Regions from separate parts of the Gossypium hirsutum genome. Here region 2 is linked to region 1. The links are chromatin contacts, called in public Hi-C maps. All regions are on one chromosome and are shown on one strand. Each heading gives the region's core, a stretch centred on a gene start, on an enhancer-like site or on the middle of the called end of the contact. The rest is flanking DNA. Distances are from core to core; before and after follow the strand shown.

Region 1 (4,596 bases), core at 1,811-4,310:
AAATATATAAATCCCTTTTGCGTTTAGAAATTAATTTGTTTTTACTTATTATTTCGTAGAACTTAGGGGTTTTATGATGTATGATCTGTTTTCGAAAACGAAAAAGCGGGCATTGAAGGGCAGGAATATTTGTGATATTGGTTGTAATGAATGATAGAGCCTAGGATAAATTTGATTACAATCTGATTAATCCAAATTCTTTAGTTTTAATTGCTTTTGCACTTTTAGCTATGTTTCCTTTTAGTTAACCGATCGTAATCAATGTGGTAAAGTAAATAAAGAAAATAAAGGGAACTGGGTGAATTTGAGAGATTATTGTGTTGAGACTGAAAAATGAGTAAAGCTGGTGAGAGAAGCCTTAAGCGTAAGTGAATTATGTGTTAACATGCAACTATATGGGTTATCAATTTGGAAAGTGCTTATATTTCGGTTAGCTTTTTAGCCTTTTTTCCTCTTTCCTTTAGATGTTAACTTGCAAAGTGACTGAGATGAAATGCTATTGAGGAAAATTAATTTGTTAGCTTTGGTGCTAGTTTGGGGTGGGGAAATGAATGTAATATGATATGCTATTCAAGCTAAAAATCTTGAACAAATTCTTCCCTTGAGCATTATTTTGACTCTTCTGGTGATTCAAATATAACTTTGTTCAATTCCCTTGAACAAAAAGTTTTATCTGGTTGATATACATTCTTGTTCTAGCTTTCCCTAATTAATTTCTTGGCTATTTGAACAAAATGGACATGGTAACAGTTTGGAATTATTTTGTGAGGGAGTGATTTGAAACTAAATGCTCAACTATCTTATGCTTTTCAGTGGAAGAAGAAGCGTATGAGGAGGCTGAAGAGGAAGCGCCGAAAGATGAGACAGAGATCCAAGTAGATGCGCCTTGGACTGAATTAGTTTTGCCCTGACAATCCCTTGTCTTCATAATTATCCTGCATATGTTGCATGAAGTTGTGAAGATTGAAGGGTATTTTCAGGCAACCTTATCTGTTTTGTCTTCTATATCTCGGTTAAAGTTTTAAGACTGTTTGAGATGTTTGTCTAGTACTATTAGATATTATGTTGGGGATTTGTGGTTTGATCTGTGTAAGCAGTTATCTTAACATCCTAAATGTTTGAAATTGAAACTTTTGTTCTTCTTATATGGTCTATAATATGCGAGATAGATTGTTTCCTTATATCCTCTAGCATTTATGAGATTGTTGAAATGGCCTTCGACTGGTTAGATTATTAGTTGAAATGGCATAGTCATCAGATCAGGTATGTCAGCAGTTCTCGATTCGATCTGGGTTATCATTACATCCTTCCAAATCCAACATAATTATTTGGTATGGAGTAAAAGACCAGGAGATACCATCCTTGCGGGTTTTATCGAGGATAAAACGTACTTGAAAACATTGATATTCAAATTGAGTAAAAAAAAAAACCCTTAAAAAACATAGTATGATGAGTAAAAAAAAAAAGTTTTCAAAATGAGTCCTTTGTTCGATGCTTGTTGAAGAGGGGGATAATAAATAATGTAATATCAGCCATTAATACATAATTAAAAGTGTTCTACATGTAATAAAGGATTTACAACAAAAACAATAACCAGCTTATTCAAATAAAAGTGCCACAAATTTGAGTCCTTGTGCTTGAACTAGATTCATCTTCATTCCACCTTCCAAATAATTGGACCACTGCCAAATGATCTCAAAGCCATTTCTTCATAACAAAATTTATATTTATCAGTCAGATCAGAATCAAAATCACAGATCGATAATCTTTCGATTTCTTCCATTTTCCTACGTGTTTTGCACTCCGAAAATCAAAAGTTATCAATGGCAGAAAGGTTGTACTGCATTATAAGCCTTTCTACATGTTGACTAACAACTTCTCTCATATGCAGCTCCTTCAATACTTGTGCTGCCAGCTCCATTTGTCCTTCATGAGCAATCCCTTCCACAAGTATGGTATACGTTGTCTCGTTAGGCATATAGCCTTTCTCTATCAACATCTCGAAAACCTTCAAGGAGAGATCAGTTCTGTGGGATTTGCAGAATCCCAATATAAGGGCATTGAAATTGTCAACATCAGGCTTAAAGTTACTTTCTTCCATTACTATGAAAATCTGCATTGCTGCTTGCAGCATTCCCTCCAAGCACAATCCTCTGATTAGTGAGGAATAAGTGTACGAGTCCGGAGTGAAGCCAGACTTGGTCATTTCATATAAAAGCTGAAATGCTGGATATGTGTTCCCTTTTCTGCATAAACTAGAAATTACACTCTTGTAGAAATCATTAGGAGAGGAACTTTGTTTGCTCGCAAGGCTTTGAAATATGGAGAATGCCTCTTGCACCATTCCCTGCTCACACAGCACAGCAATAGCATTATATGTTCCTTCATTAGGTTTACAGCGTCTATAGATCATCTGGTCTAGACACTTAACCACAAGATCCACCTTCTCCTCTTGGCAAAGTTGAGCGATTATTGGGTTATAACTTGTAGCACTGACTTTAAAACGTCCTCTAATCATTTCATCTAAAACATCCATAGCATGGTAAGTCCTGCCATGGAGGGCAAGAGAACCAATCAAAATATTGTAAGTAACTACAGAAGGAGAACGGTCGTCACCATCCATCTCCGCCAAAAGCTCATTTGCTTCTTTCCACCGTCCCTCGTAACACAAATTCCTTAACACAATGTTATAGCTCACAACATTTGGATTAAATCCTTTAGCAGGCAAATCTCTGAAGAACCTAATAGCTTCATCAGTCCTCCCTTCCTTGCACAACCCAGTCAACAAAACATTGTAACTAACCAAATTAGGCTTCCCACCTTTGGCAATGATCTCATCCAAAAGCTTCGTTGCTTCATTTACACCTTTTTCCTTATAAGCAGCTTCAAGCAAGAAAGAATAAGTGAATTCATTGGGAACTAGTCCTTTTTGTATTAACCTATCCAAAAGCTGCAAGCTTTGCTTCAAGTTTCCATGCATACAAAGACCTCTAACTAAAGAGTTATAAGTAACAGTATTAGTTGGATAACCATGAGCCTCCATTTTTTCCACTAACTGCATTGCATGCCCAACATTTCCTCGCTTGCACTAATGATTCACCAAGAATGTATACGAAGCTGCATCAGGTATGATACCAGAATCAACCATCATCTCCATCACTCTAATAGACTTTTTCATCTTATTAACCTTGCACAAATCATACAACAGCTGAGTAGCTTGAACTACATCAGGCTTCTGTCCCTTCCCCACCATATATTCCATGTGAAAATATGCATCGCTAAGCCTAAGTTCCCTACTTTTACTGTCACTCTTCCCAGTCTTCCAGTTGGGTAAAGTAAAAACAGAATCTTTAGGAGAAATTGTGATCTGGGTAGTGGCTAAAACCTTGGAAAAGCCCTTGCTGAGTGAAAAATAATGAAGGTTCGCGATTTGGTAAAAGAAACCAGATGGTCTCCTTGTCGTTTCAGGTGACGGGTTTGTCAAAAAAGATATAGAGTTGATTAAAGTTGCCATGGATTACAAAAACAAAGAAAAAAAGTATGACAGAAAGATTAATTCAATTCCTGTTGAGTAGTGAAAAGGAAAACAGAAAGAGATGAGTCTAAGTTCAGCAAATATTTTCTAAGAGAAACTGAAGAGAATAAGAAGGATGAACATACATATAACTTGGTGGAGTGGGCCTTGAAATGAAGATTGTTGGGTGGCTTTTCTTCAGTGAGGAGAGCTTCTTTTACTCTGGCTAGAGGGCAAGGGCAGAGACTCACCTCGTCGCCTGCCCATTGCCATCCACTGCTCTTTCCCTCGTTATCCAACTGCAGCTGGTGGACAATTTTTTTTACCTACCTACGCGCTGTTTACTAGTATGATAGCCACGCGCTGCTTTCCCGAACTTCCTGCAATGTTAATGCTTTTTTAAAGCCAAGCTTCCCGGTATTGAGTTGTGATATTAATTTTTAGGTATTTAATGAAGTAAAATTTAGACTAAAATATTCTTTAACCAAACAGAGTTCATATACACTAACCATTGTTATAATCGACGGCTTCTACGAGCCAAGCACGGTAAAACATTTCCCTTCCTTAAACTTAACACGTGCCTTGAAATTTGTAACACACATCGCGAGGTGTTAAGGTAAACTGACGAGCTCAGAAACTAACGAGCTTGCAGATTGACGAACTCTCTAATTAGCGAGCTCACAAACTGGCAAGCTTGTAAAGCAACATAGACGGCTCCCTACATGCGAGGTTATTCGCAAGGAAGGGCTAAAATTATAGCCATACCAAAAACATGCGTAATAAACGTGTTTACCAAGTTCCATTCCAATCCCATTTTGTCAAAATACTCTAATTTACAATTCAAAGATTTCGCGTGTGACAATCACACATGTAAGTTTAAGTATAGTAACAAGTAATATAAAAAGATTGTTCCCCTAGGAAGCTATTATTAATTATAACACTAATCACCAACTATTACTCTATAATTTATTCAAATAAATCAATAACAATTGTTTTTTGAAATTTAAATTAGTAAATAAAATTTAAAAAATTAATCAATAATAAAACACTAGTATTACAATTTTATCCAATGAATTAACTAA
Region 2 (5,142 bases), core at 151-2,650, 190 kb after region 1:
TCTATTGGCTATAGCACCCGAGCGTTCTTCTTGTTGAGTGAGTGGTGGCTATAGCCCCTCGATCATTTCCTAAAGTGTAGGTCGTAGTGGCTATAGCCCCTCGAACGTTCTCTTGCAATTATTGGTTAATTATAATACTCTATACCATTATGGTTTGTACAATACTTTCTTTAATTGTTGTTACAACCCATGTTGTTCCTAGTGTTAAATCGATAAGCCTCCTCGAGGTAGGTATATAGGGGTAACATTCTTTTCTTAGTCGTCTGAGCTTCACGTATTACTTGAGGCTAGGCTTCTTCATGCCTTTGCTCACAAATCCTTTTCAATTGACTAAAAAAATGTGCTATTTCCCTTTTTAAACCAATCAATATGGGATTCCCTTAAGTAGAATCATATGATGCCACTTAAGGGGCTTTTTTGTCCTTAGCGAGTAATTCATTTGATAGATTCATTCGCACTGTTATATAGCTCCTTTAAGGTAAGGGAATTGGTAGTATACTGTTGCTAAGGTCATGGGTTTAATAGAGGAAACTCAATGGGTATAATTGTAAACCCCTTGGGGTGAGGGCCGCCTCTCGCTCTGCTTCACCACCCATAATGGTATAGGAAATTCAAATACTGTACAAACCATAATGCTATGAGTACTGTAATTAACTAATAACTATAGGAGAATGCTCGGGGGGCTATAGCCACCGCAACCTACACTTTAGGAAATAGTCGGGGGGCTATAGCCACCACTCACTCAACAAGAGGAAAGCTTGAGTGCTATAGCCAATAGCACCCTCACTCTTCTTCAACTAACCCTATTGCCATATATACATTCTAACAAAAGACAAGAAAATATATTTAAAAAACAAAATGTCATTGGTTAGCTCAAATACTTTATTTTGGTTAAAATGTTTATGTAACGTTTAAGATTTATTAATGCTATTAAAATTATTTGTTAAATTCAAATCCAACACAATGCTATTTTTATTATTATTATATTGTTGCTAAATGAGTACTTTTTTAATTTCAGAATATTACAATTGCAAATTTTACAGTAGAATCTAATAATGTTTAACAATTGAATATAAATTTTTAAATTTGAAAACTAAAAGGGCTAAATATTTAAAAGTAAAAGTCTCAATACTAAATTTTAAATATATAAAAAATATAAAAACTTAAAATATAATGTTCAAATATTTACTCTATAATTTAATAAAAATAGTAATAATTAACCAAAGGTGAGTGTATATCTTAAAGTTGTAAATTCATTCCATTTATTCTTGCTTTTTCTTTTACTAACAAATATCTCAACAAGTGGCAAAAAGAAAATGTCAGGGAAAACATAATAAATATCCCAAAACATTATTTTGCTATTACATAATAATGGTAATTTTGGATTTGACAATGAGCCTTCCTTTTGTTTTTATTTACCATTTTTTGTCCATCGACTGTTCTTAAAACAATTTTTTATTTTATTTTATTTTTAATTCATATGGCTCTCTCTGTTTCTCCTTCTTCTTTATCATTTACCCAAAATTTCCCACACTTCGTCACTTCCCATTCGCTTCCTCTCTCTCAGTGTCATCCAATTTCCTTCCAAACACCACCACCAAAAAGCATCCATTACCACCCACCAAGAGCTCTGAGGGAATGGCAAGAATACGAGGAAGCAGTGAAGAAGAAGGACTTAGCTACTGCTCTAAGTTTCCTTATATCCATTGAAAAAGACAATAGCGACGACTCTGTTGAGGAAAATGGTTCCTTATCCACCCAGTCAGCTCGGTCACGAATTGGCGATCTGGGTTTTTTTGGTGGGTCTGTGAGGGATTGGGAGGTCTTGGATACCTGCCTTAATGCTGATGACATGAGACTTGTTGGCATGGCTTATGAGTTCCTTAAGGCCAAAGGTTTTTTACCCAATTTCGGAAGATTCAGTAGCATCGGTAAATTATTTACTTTCTCTATTCATTCAAAATTATGATGATGATGATAACGATGTTGGAATTTTTAGAAATTTTTGAATGCTGATTTGATATTTTGATTTCTGAATTTTGCTGAATTATGAATGCTTGGTGCTAATTTTTTTTCCTTTTTAGTTCTTTTATGTATTTTTCATGCAGTTGATAACATAATTGCATGCTAGAATATTTGTGATAGGAAAAAAGAACATGATTTTATACTTTTCAGGATTTTAGTGTTAGTTTTGGCCCAAGATGAAAAGAGAAAATATTCGAATTAATTAAGGCTTGTTACTTAATTTGTAACTAAACGACCAAAAGATGCATTTTTTCAGAGAAGCAAAAAACATTTTGGAGAGTAGGTCAAAAGATGTTCATAAAATCAGAGGAAAGTGAGCTCGGTGATGAATATATGGCAATATAAGGACCATTAATTCAAAAATAGAAAAAGAAGGATATGTGCAAGAGTCACAAAAGGATTCAAGGGTTACCAGTTTTTTATAAAGAAAACTCAGATTCACAAAATACTATCCAAACTTGCACCTGAAAGTGCCCATTATATCTTGGTTCAAGTAATATACATGTAATCATAAAATAATTTGAAGTAGATTTTGACATCATTGCCTGAGAGTTGCTAAGATAATTTCTTCTAGATAAAGCACAATGTGGTGCAGTTAGTTTAGCCATTGGCATTAGCTTACTTTACCTGAAAAGTTTGGTGTCTCTTTGGGCTATAAGATTCACCAGCAACATAGAACCAATTTCTATCCTTTTTGTTGGAGATAGTTTGATGTCTCTTTGAGCTCTTGGTAGTTTTTATTTTCTCCTTTTGAGAATATGCATAATTTGGTGTTGCATCTTCTTCATATTGATGTATGGTATATTATTTATGAATGAATATTATGTCAAATAGATGTTTTTTATATAATTAAAAGTGAAAAGCAAGTTCGACTGTCTTGTATTTGTTGGCTTGGTTTTCAAGTCATTGTTTGGTTCCTTGTTTCTAAAGAGCAATGCTTTATACCAGGATTCTAATGCTGCTATGCTTTATGAATGTCATTAATTGGCACTGGTGATCTGTTAGATTAGTATTTCATGACTTTTTTGCTTATCTTACTGCGAGTCTGTTGTTCTTTTCAATTAGCAATTATTTTCATGCTTGACTATCAAAATGCAATCTTAATGATGTGGTTATTGTTATGTATGAGATGTTAATGTATATTTAATTTTGTCTTATGTTTCTTGGTTTGGAAATGATACATCAGTTCTCATTGCCCTGTACAATTATGCTTCAATGGAATGTCCTTACTGATGATATCTGAGCAATTTTATCCCAACTGCATTATCATATTGCTAGGGCTAATGATAGCCACATGAGGACATTTCCCTTCCAATACATTTATCTATAATACCTAAAATTTTATTCCCAAATAACTAAGATGGTCCACGAATAATTCCCTGCATTCTGCAGTTTTGGATGGCTCTAGGGATGTTACACCTTCTGTGTTGAAGTCTTCTACTGGCCTAGAAGGTATATTTATTTTAATTTCCTGAAGTGGTCTAATTTGTCATATATGATCTCAACTGAGGACTTTTTTTTTTTTTTTCTTATATCAGCTTCTAAATTTTCTCCAAAGAAGTGGGGTCTTTCTGGAAGCTCAAGTGTTGTATTGGCTGGTTTTCTTGGTGGGGTGTCCTATCTACTTCAACAAGGAATTGATATCAGGCCTCAACTTGCAATCTTACTAGGGCTAGCCTTCACAGACTCTCTCTTCCTTGGTGGTACCTGTTTAGCTCAAATCTCTAGTTATTGGCCTCCATATAGGCGTCGGGTTCTAGTTCATGAAGCAGGGCATCTGCTAGTAGGTATATGATCAATTGTTTGCTCTTAATGCCAAAGCAATTTCTGCATACAAAAGAAAACATTGAGTGCGAGCCTTACATATGAAACTTTTATGCCTATTCCATCACTACTGTCTGATTTCTCACATTTAGCACCTTCCATGATTTCATTTGATTATATTAGACTGTTCTTTGTTTGTTTTGGGTTGTTAGCAGCATAATTAATTATCTTTAGTTTATTCACAGCTTATCTTATGGGTTGCCCTGTTCGTGGAGTGATTTTAGACCCAATAGTTGCAATGCAAATGGGAATTCAAGGGCAGGTATTTAAGTTATCAGTTTTTTCTTTTTGTGAAACCTTTTCTTTTCAATGCTATTGGTGCTGCCTTCTTTGTGGTGATGTGATCAATTTCTCCAACTTTGAGACAGTTTATCAAGATGAATATTAAACTACGGGCTTTAATGAACTAATATTAATATTAGAGGTCAATTTTGATATCTGAACAAAAGATTTAGAGGCTTTATTTTCAAGTGTCAGATCAAGTGGAATATATCAAAGGAACAAGTCCAGAATTTTGTTGGCTGCTTTAAGTTTATATGTTATATCTTTTGCTGGGATTCTTGATCATGTTTGAATTTCTTAGTTCTTCAAATATCTCAAAAGTCTTCTCATTTTTACTTGTCTTTATGTTACCTTGAACCATGTATTAGTTATCACATTTGAAAAAATAAGAACAAAAATCCTATTGCTAGGGTGGTCTCTAGGATGCCAGACTTGTGACTGGTGAGTTGGACATGATCTTATCACCAGGTAAATTTTACATGAACATGATATTTTCTGTAACTAAGCCTTGGATTTTACCATCACCAGGCAATGGCTCCTGATAATGCACTGCTTTGTAATCCCTCAGCTTTCTTTAAGAAGAATTTTTACGGAACCTGACTAATTTGGATCAAAATATGTCAGTTGATCCTAAAATTCTGCACTTTTTTACAGGCTGGAACTCAGTTTTGGGATGAAAACATGAATAATGAAATGGCAGAAGGACAATTGAGTGGTTCCACATTTGATAGGTTGGTAGGACAAGTTGTTTCCATTTTTCATATACTAAACGATTGAACATGATTTTATTTGGTAATCTGATTTGTGAGCATGCCTTTCCTAAATTCAGTAGAAAATATTTCATGTTAAATTATCTGTTCAGAAAGCATTCCAAATGGGTTCTTTTTTTCTTCCAGCTTACGTGGTGAAACTTTAACTATGCTCTCTCATGATGATTCCTTGAAAAAAGCTTCTTGGTTTTTACTAGCTGTCCATTTTAATTCTTTGTTTCATCACCAGGCTGGTTCTGAT

Evidence for each region. Hi-C and Micro-C count contacts between places; a contact is called where the count stands out from the background.
Region 2: a Hi-C map of leaf shows a contact between it and region 1, with 3 times the contacts expected there. The contact joins the promoter of LOC121227982 here to the promoter of LOC107948485 in region 1. A contact is called at or near these places in 6 of 34 Hi-C or Micro-C datasets (all in leaf).

Annotation. Positions count from the first base shown.
Region 1 is chrA04:14,804,497-14,809,092 of Gossypium_hirsutum_v2.1, forward strand. It overlaps LOC107948485 (pentatricopeptide repeat-containing protein At1g79080, chloroplastic), which reads right to left and starts at 3,061. Exons shown (of 1, transcript XM_041110990.1): 1 at 1,512-3,061. The coding sequence starts at 3,061. The coding sequence ends at 1,811. LOC121227981 (pentatricopeptide repeat-containing protein At1g79080, chloroplastic-like) reads right to left here and starts at 3,514. Exons shown (of 1, transcript XM_041110991.1): 1 at 3,089-3,514. The coding sequence starts at 3,514. The coding sequence ends at 3,089.
Region 2 is chrA04:15,000,007-15,005,148 of Gossypium_hirsutum_v2.1, forward strand. LOC121227982 reads left to right here and starts at 1,401. Exons shown (of 7, transcript XM_041110992.1): 1 at 1,401-1,931; 2 at 3,418-3,477; 3 at 3,564-3,812; 4 at 4,035-4,111; 5 at 4,786-4,862. The coding sequence starts at 1,481.